Linked DNA regions of Danio rerio: all the other regions are linked to region 1. The links are chromatin contacts, called in public Hi-C and Micro-C maps. All regions are on one chromosome and are shown on one strand. Each heading gives the region's core, a stretch centred on a gene start, on an enhancer-like site or on the middle of the called end of the contact. The rest is flanking DNA. Distances are from core to core; before and after follow the strand shown. Region 1 holds the start of rhocb (ras homolog family member Cb). Region 2 holds the start of mov10b.1 (Mov10 RNA helicase b, tandem duplicate 1). Region 3 holds the start of capza1b (capping actin protein of muscle Z-line subunit alpha 1b).

Region 1 (2,914 bases), core at 75-2,574:
CGACATGAACTTGTTTACTTCTCCAATTTTTTTTTTAAATTGTTTCTCAAAATAAAATGTTTTGTACAAAGGGGAAAAAATTTTGTTTTTTACTCAGAAAATTAAAAATAATATATTTTAGAGCAGTAATCACAATAACATGAAACCATGATATTTATATCCAAGGTTATCATACCGTCAGAATCTTTTACCGGCCCAGGCCTATAAAGTCAATCATTATAAATAACTGCAAGCACTATATAAATATGTTCTAGATCTTATTACATAATCTCTCTGAAACTAAGTTCACACTTCTAAAAAAATGTGAGAAATTATCACGATTTTTACTAGTCGGAATCTTGTAACGTTAGTTATGGTCATTAATCAAAATATGACCTGAATGCAACTTATCTAAAAGCATGTCATGTGACACCAACATGGCGGCGTTCAACAGGGAGACGTGATCAAATGTAACGTAAGCATAAATATGCTTTAAAAAATAAATTAGGAAGAGTATATAATTCAACTTAGGTAAGTGCATATTTCAGTATTTCCTCAAAGGTATCTGTAAGCAGCCATTAGAAAAAAATGTGGCAATTTGAATAGTCCCTTCAAGAAAATGATTTAATCATTTAAATTAGGCACCACGTCACTGACATTTTTTAAAAGTTTAGGATGAACGCATAGTGCACACATTTGTAAGTTAGCCTGATATCATTCATCACACACTTTGTGCTGCAAAGTTCAAAAACAGACTGAAAGTTAACGTAAGTTGTTTTGTTTCAAGGCGCGGTCTTTCATCCTCAAGTTTTACTAATGAATGAACGGTATCGCATGTGTTCATAGCCAAGTCTATGGTTATGTTGATATTTCTGAACTAATTTATAACCTAATAATGTTTAACAACAACGGTGTGGGGTGTTCAACAGGGGTGTTGTCTCACTCCAAGCCAAATCCATCTGAATCTAGAGCTGTGGCCAAAAACAAACACTGCCCTACCAAGCAGCGCTTGAAAACAGGTGGTGACCGCCACGAAACACACAGCAACTTCAGCGACGCTTTTGAGTCCTCTTAGATCACAATTAAAACAGGTCTGTATTCGCTTTCTGCGCTTTTAAAGAAACCCGTCAAGTTGTTGATCTTCATAAAAGACGCTTTTCTGAAGCCAACACCTACTTCTTTGCTCTCTGCAGAAGTGTTTGGCCGTTAAAAATGCCTCTTGCTTGATCCAGTATCTAATCGGAGCTAATGCCAGCCCGCGGTGCTTTATAAATTAACTCTTACCTTGTTATCGGACAGAAGTTTCAGCGCTGAAGGTTTCGATTTTGCTTGGCGCAGTGTGTTGAAGTGTTTGCTGGCGGTGGAGGAGCGGAGCGCTGCCGTTAGATCCTCCCACAGACTCTGGACACGCGCTGCTGGAGCTGTTGTGCTCAATCGCGATTGGCTCAGAGGGCGGAGCTGCCTTCTGTGGCTCCGCCCCTAAGCCGTTAAGATAGAATGACATCATTGGCATGAAAGGCGGCAGGGGGTTGAGGTGTGGGCGAAGAGCAAGGAGGACCAGTTGATTGAGTGCCAACTGCACCATATGCAGTTCATTGGGATTCGTGAATAAAGGATTATTAAGAGTCGAATCTTCTATTTTTTTTTTCTTATGACGAGGTTCTTTTTAGTGAATTATAAACGACCAGAAACATACAGCACATTCTGTTAATTCTGATTTATGAACAAATATTATGAACTGACTCTTAATTGAATCATAAATGGTCATATGTCGTCTGATTTATGAACAAATGAATCAATAAAAAAAAAAAAGGTTTATCAATGAGTTCTTATGGAAAAGACAGAAAATGATCATGAAAAATAAGACATGATTCACAAAGAAATGACTCTTATAAACTGGTTCTCTTTAGTGAATCTTAAACGATCAAAAACCTGTAGCTCAATTAGTTTATTCTGATTAATTATCAAATGGCTCTTAAAAATGGACTCTTTTAATTGAATCATAAACAGTCAAATGTGTGTGATTCATGAACAAATGAATCATATTCGAATCAGTAAAGGTTTATCGATAAGCTCTTATGGAAAGGACAGAAAACAATCATAACAAGACATGATTCACAAACAAATGACTCTTAACTGATTCTTTTTAGTGAATCATAAACGATCAGGAACAAACAGCACATTCAGTTTATTCAGATTTATGAACAAATGGCTATTACGAACTGGCTCTTAATTGAATCATAAATGGCCATATGTGGTCTGATTCATTCATTCAGTCATTCATTTTCTTTTTTTGGCTTAGTCCCTTTATTAATCCGGGGTCGTGACAGCGGAATGAACTGCCAACTTATACAGCACATGTTTTACACAACGGATGCCCTTCCAGCTCCAACTGACCCAGCTGAGGCTCAAACCAGAGACCTTCTTGCTGTGAGGCGACAGCACTACCTACTCCACCGCGCCACCCTGGTCTGATTTATTAAACAAATGAATCAATCAAATCAGAAAAGGTTAATCAATAAGTTTGTATGGAAAGGACAGAAATCGATCATGAAAATTAAGACATGATTTACATACAAATGACTCTTATGAACTGGTTCTTTTTAGTGAATCATAAACGATCATAAACAAACAGCACAATTAGTTTATTCTGATTCATAAACAAATGTCTCTTAAGAGATGACTCTTTTAATTGAATCATAAACACTTTTTATTAGAGTAAAGAGGTAGATCAAATGCAATTACATACATAAAGACAAATAATACAAATAAATGAAAAAAAGTCGAATCTCTTTGTATGTCAGTCAAATGGCCCATAAAAACTGCTTGAATGAATCATTTACAAGTCAATCCAATCATTTCTTGAGTGAATAACTCACTGACTCATTCATCCAAGCTCACTTGAGAGGATCCGATTCGTAACAAGCTGAGAACA
Region 2 (2,700 bases), core at 62-2,561, 130 kb before region 1:
TGTGTGTGTGTGTGTGTGTGTGTGTTCTTCATGTGGATTTACAGTACATGATGCTGCCAAATAGTCAGACCATATATATCTGAGGGAAATGTGCATAAAACACAAACATATATATGTATGTACATATATGTATGTGTCCATTGTACAATTGCTAACACCACAAATCCCCACCCCGCAGGTTCTCAACTTTGTTGCTCAGTCTCTTATAAATCACTCGAGAAACTGGGACACTCCTCAGTAGCCTACAAATCATGGTTTCATCTAAAACTCTCTTTAAAACTAATTTAAAGAAAGAAAAATAAACACACATTCCTAAACTCCCACCTACACCATTTTTACATTTTTGGGGTGAACTTTGCCAACACTTGGTCAGGAACCATCTCAGCTTGCATCATAAAGGTTGCATCCAGATACTATAGCTTTTTTCCAGAGCCATTTCAGATTTTTTAACAACTGTACATTTTTAAAGAGCCATTGGGGGTGTGTATATAACAAAACCTTTATTTAATAATAAATAAAAAAACTTTATTTATGTTCTTGTACAGCTAAAATAAATAAATAAATAAAAATAAATAAATAAATAACTCATCACAATGTATGAACAAAGAAAATTTGTAGATTTTTTTTTTCTTTTTGCCATCGCCACTAATAAATGTTGTTTGATTTTTCACATGCGAGGTTACCATAGAAATGTAAGTTGCTTGCCCTTTGATGTCACGATTTAAGCAATTAAGAGCAGAATCACTTTGATTGAACGTGATTCTAAGCTCTTTAATTTTCATTGGTTAAAATGTATTTTATTGTAAACTGAGTTCTTATTCGTTTTGCAGTAGAAAATAAAATAAAAAGGGAATTGTTATTGTATTTCCAATAGGAAACTGACTTTCTGATGACAGTTATAATTTTTTTAAACTTTAAAATATTATTGAAGAGAGACAGCTGGAGAGCCACATACCTATTTTTGGTCAAAGAGTCACATGAGGTTCCCGAGCCTGCTTCTAACCTACAGAGAGCGCACTTGCCGCTCCGAGCACTTATTATTAGAACATTATAAATCATAATGATGCGGGGTTTTTGCATGTAAACTTTTTTATTTTTGACCACTAGTGCTTTGTACATGATCGACATGATTCTCTTTTACCAACAGATGTAAACGAAGTGTTTACCTTGTTGCGTTTTCAATGTAGAGGGATTTTACAGCGTTCGACCTTAGGTTTCGTTTCCTCCCTTCCTTTCACTTCCGACGAAACATCTGCGCTTCTTTCAAATAGTGTTGCTCATAGCTGTCCACATATCTGTAGGCTACATCACCACAAAACAACGCTTTCAAAGAACCATGAGCAGAAAATACAGGAAAAAACTCTCTAGAGATGATATTCGCGCCGTTGGCTTTGACTTTATAGAATTTCTGGATGACAGAGAGACGAGATCCACTACAGATAGAAACACTCTCAAGGAGATCTACAATGAGCAATTCCGAGACAGGTAAACAGCTGTTATTATTATTATTAATAATAATAATAATAATAATAATAATAATAACGTGATGTGAATGCATGTTAAATAGAACACTATGGTATTTACAAGAAAATAATAGTTTAAACAGATTATGACGAGTTCAGATGCAAAAAACTAAATGCTAATTTTCTCCTAAAATGAGCACTATTCTCAGCTTTCTACATCCGTCTTTAGTTTTTTCACTTTAAAGTTAATTAAAATAACATATTCATCACTTTAAAGGTAAAATTACTGATCAAGAGAAGTAAATGCTAATTTTAAAAGAAAATGTCAACTTTTTTGGTTTTTGCATCTAAACTCTTCATAATATAACTATAAACTCAAATATTTAATTATGTAAATTTACATTTTCAATAAAACGACAAAAGTTTGTGTGATAAAAAAAAATGGAAATTAATAGAGGATACAGATTTTATGATTTATTGTGAAACAACTTAGTTCTGTTTCTCTTTTTCTTTTTTTTTTTTTTTCTTTTTTTTGTCAACAGGGATGGAGTCAGAGATCCAAACTTCTCTTCAGTTCTCTTTGCTTTGACACGTTCCAGCAGAACTCGAGTCACCAGATCAGAAGTTTTCTTTGACAAAAAAGTAGGAAATTTTTATTTACACCTGGCTGACAGTCTGCATTGTATTGTTGAGGCCTATTCAGTATGTTTTCTGCATTGTCAGGGTGAATCTGCATGTGGGCTTTGGTAAAATGGAGTATATGTGGCACACACCCATAAACACGTAGTCTGGACTTGATTGCTGTTAGGGGTTTATAAAGTTGTTTAATTGTATTTAATTATAAGATTACTGAAATATTTTTTGCAATAATACTGTAAGGTTTATGGCTTATGCATAGAAACGAATGTGAACATCGAAGAGTATACTTTCATTTTCATTATACTGAAACCGTGAATCTGATTAAATTGGTGCTTTCTTGAGCTAATGATACTCATTTTATCAGATGGACATTGACACTGAAGTGTCAGTACTGACCCTTGACATGCAGCAGTTATGCAACTGTTTGAGTTGTCAGGTTCTTGCATTGCTTGTTTGGTGATTAATCTTTCAGGTTATTAATCCCACAGCTTACTATAAATTCATACCTGCATTGCTTTGTGTGACATCAAATTAATTTAGTCTTTATGGCTGTGATGTCTCAATTTCATAATAACATGATTTCAGATTTTTATGTATT
Region 3 (2,845 bases), core at 290-2,789, 250 kb before region 1:
ATAACACACTGTGGCTTCAGCACTACTGAATCAAAACAGGGTTCAACGGGTGACTCCAGAGCTCAAATTACACCATACACACTGAAAAGAAGACAACCGAGATCCCAAAATGACCCATAATAACCAAAACACAAGCGGTTCAAAATTCAAAACCACATAAACCACAATACTAAATGACTAGAAACATCTGCCTCAAACCAAAAGCTTATTGCTGATGTCAAAATATACTCTTAAACTAAAACAAAAATCAAATCAAATAAAATAAAATGTTACTAATGTAATATTTTACAGCAAAACAAACAACTGTACAAACATACAGGTATGTAAACATGAGGTGAGCAAATTATTTGAACTTTAGCGGTGAACTGTCTATTCACAGCATAATGAAATGACAAGCACACAATCATAAAGTAGATTTAGGACCAACACATTTAACAAAGAGAAAGAGACTAACATAAAGGGAAGCATCTGTCTAATTAGCATCTAATGCACTGTCAGGGGAAGTCAGCCAAGTTATATAACTCTGACAGCATGCAGAAAATGACCACAAGTCAGGTAATTAAAAGGAAGAAAGCGTGAGGTAGAAGCAGCTTTCAGAGGAGGGACTGAACAAGAAAGACAGCACAAATAAATAAATCAGTCACTATTGGTTTAAATTTAAGAGTCCTGTCAGAGTGACCACAATACAGTTTTGGGCACCATTGACTTTATTGATAAAAGACGCAATTAAAGGTTAACCACGACACTAAATTCATTTTTAGTTCACCACAGAAAGCAAGGCAGAAAGGTTTAAAACAACATGATCGTGCGCAGTGAACATATAAACCGAATTGTCATTTGCATGTGAACTATCGCTTTAAAACCGCAGAGATTGCAGACTTCCAGCCCAAAACAGAGCCGCTCCTGCGGTCGTAACTTCATCCGGCCGAGGCTTTCGGCTCAGATGGCTGTCGTGTCAGGCGGATCTGGCATCTGCAGCCCCACACATGTGTAACTCTACCGGAGCACGGCCCGTATAAGCGCGTCGGCTGAGAGGCTCGGTTCGAAGTGGGTGGATCTGCTTGGATCTATTTCTGAACTCCCTCTGACAGCTAACAAGCTAACAGCTGACGCTCACAACACTGACACCAAATAACAACACGGCCATTCTGGCTCCAACAAAGCTAGCAGAACTTCGAGCCTTTCTAAACGCTGCTTATCGTTCGTGTATTGCTGTTGTTTAAGTGTCATGCCTTGTGTTTTACGTGAGTGCAAAGCTGCGATTTCACTTCCTCACAGATTAGCACACAGCTAACCGGCTAGACAGCCTCGCGCTCCTTCCGGGAAGCAGTCTTGCATCCCTCGAGACGCGAAGAGCTGCAATATAAGGACTTACGAGCACATATATTTGAGCGGTTTGTGTAAGTTAACTTAATGCTTTATTTTTACCTTCTCCTCGTCTGAAAGCGGCTCCTCAAAGTCGGTCATCTTGGCTGTGGCGGAGCCTCACGCCGCGGCGCATGCTGGGTAGCGCGCGCTGTCACGCTCGTGACCATAATAGGGCAAAACGGAGTGCGAGCCACCGCCTCGCTCGGCTCGCTCCCGCCTCCACCGCTCACTCAGTCTGACAGACAGATACGGAAGACTTCGAGCCGCATTTATTGTTTTTTATTTTCATTCATAATAGTGACTTGAGCATTTGGGATTAAACTCATAAGGAGATGCAATGAGTGTTGCAGTGGTTCTTTCTGGAGTTTTTGTTTTATACCAGTAGGTGGCGACAAGTGAGCGTGTTTTTGTCATTGAATCATTCACTCAGCGATTCTTATAAAGGTGTCTGAGTCATTTAGATAAACTACCCGATATGATTATTAGATAGTCATGCAAGAGAATTGTTTTAATTTTTATATCATTATAAATAATGATTTTTAAGTAATCAATCAATATGCACAGAGCATCAATGTAGTTTTATTATCCTTTGATTGAATATTAATGGGTCTAAAATATTTAGGAAAAATATTTAGTTTCTGTTTCCAAGTGCTGGGTTGTGGCTGGAATGACATCCACTGTGTAAAAAAGCATTTGCCAAAATAGTTGGCAGTTCATTCTGCTGTGGCGACCCCTGTTAATTAAGGGACTAAGCTAAAGAAAAAAAAAAAAGAATTAATATAATTTTTATTAAGTTACATTCTTATTCTTAAGTTTAAAATTATTGAATTCGATTTCTATTAACAAATTATCCAATATTTAATAATTTTTGTATTTTACAAGCAGTATACCTATTTTAGTATATTTGAATTTATTTGTTTATTTTATACTAATTTGTTTAATCTTATTCTTAAAATGTGTTATCTTATGATTTAATTAAAAGTAAAGTAATATCTTTATTACTCCTCGTTTGGGTTTCCTCTGGGTGCTCCGGTTTTTCACCACAGAATTGAATAATCTAAATTGGCCGTAGTGTGAATGAGTGTGTATGGCTGTTTCTCAGTACTGGGTTGCAGCGGAAGGGCATCTGCTGTGTAAAACATATGCTGGATAGGTTGGCAGTTCATTCCGTTGTGGCGACCACTGATGAATAAAGGGACTGAGTCAAAAAGAAAATGAATGAATGAAGTTTCAAACAATTAAATTATTGATTATTTAATAAATTTTGTATTTTACAGTTGTAACTATAATTTTGGCGATGCAGTGGCGCACTAGGTAGTGCTGCAGTAGGTAGCGCCTCACAGCAAGAAGGTCGCTGGGTTGCTGGTTTGAACCTTGGCTTCGTTGGCATTTCTGTGTGGAGTTTGCATGTTCTCCCTGCGTTTGCGTGGGTTTCCTCCGGGTGCTCTGGTTTCCCCCACAGTCCAAAGACATGCTG

The links. A called contact is a pair of places that touch in the nucleus more often than the background predicts.
Region 2: a contact with region 1 is called in a Hi-C map of hematopoietic stem cells, with 2.0 times the contacts expected there. The contact joins the promoter of mov10b.1 here to the promoter of rhocb in region 1. A contact is called at or near these places in 3 of 18 Hi-C or Micro-C datasets (caudal fin, hematopoietic stem cells and an unstated tissue).
Region 3: a Micro-C map of caudal fin shows a contact between it and region 1, with 10 times the contacts expected there. The contact joins the promoter of capza1b here to the promoter of rhocb in region 1. A contact is called at or near these places in 3 of 18 Hi-C or Micro-C datasets (caudal fin, hematopoietic stem cells and an unstated tissue) and 1 of 4 datasets of contacts at active chromatin or transcription factors (embryo).

The regions. Positions count from the first base shown.
Region 1 is chr8:29,491,434-29,494,347 of GRCz12tu, reverse strand. rhocb (ras homolog family member Cb) reads right to left here and starts at 1,324. Exons shown (of 5, transcript NM_001002445.1): 1 at 1,264-1,324.
Region 2 is chr8:29,623,678-29,626,377 of GRCz12tu, reverse strand. It overlaps mov10b.1 (Mov10 RNA helicase b, tandem duplicate 1), which reads left to right and starts at 1,311. Exons shown (of 22, transcript NM_001044342.2): 1 at 1,311-1,485; 2 at 2,006-2,105. The coding sequence starts at 1,337.
Region 3 is chr8:29,744,711-29,747,555 of GRCz12tu, reverse strand. It overlaps capza1b (capping actin protein of muscle Z-line subunit alpha 1b), which reads right to left and starts at 1,539. Exons shown (of 10, transcript NM_001006663.1): 1 at 1,429-1,539. The coding sequence starts at 1,467. It also overlaps a transcript of mov10b.1 not described here.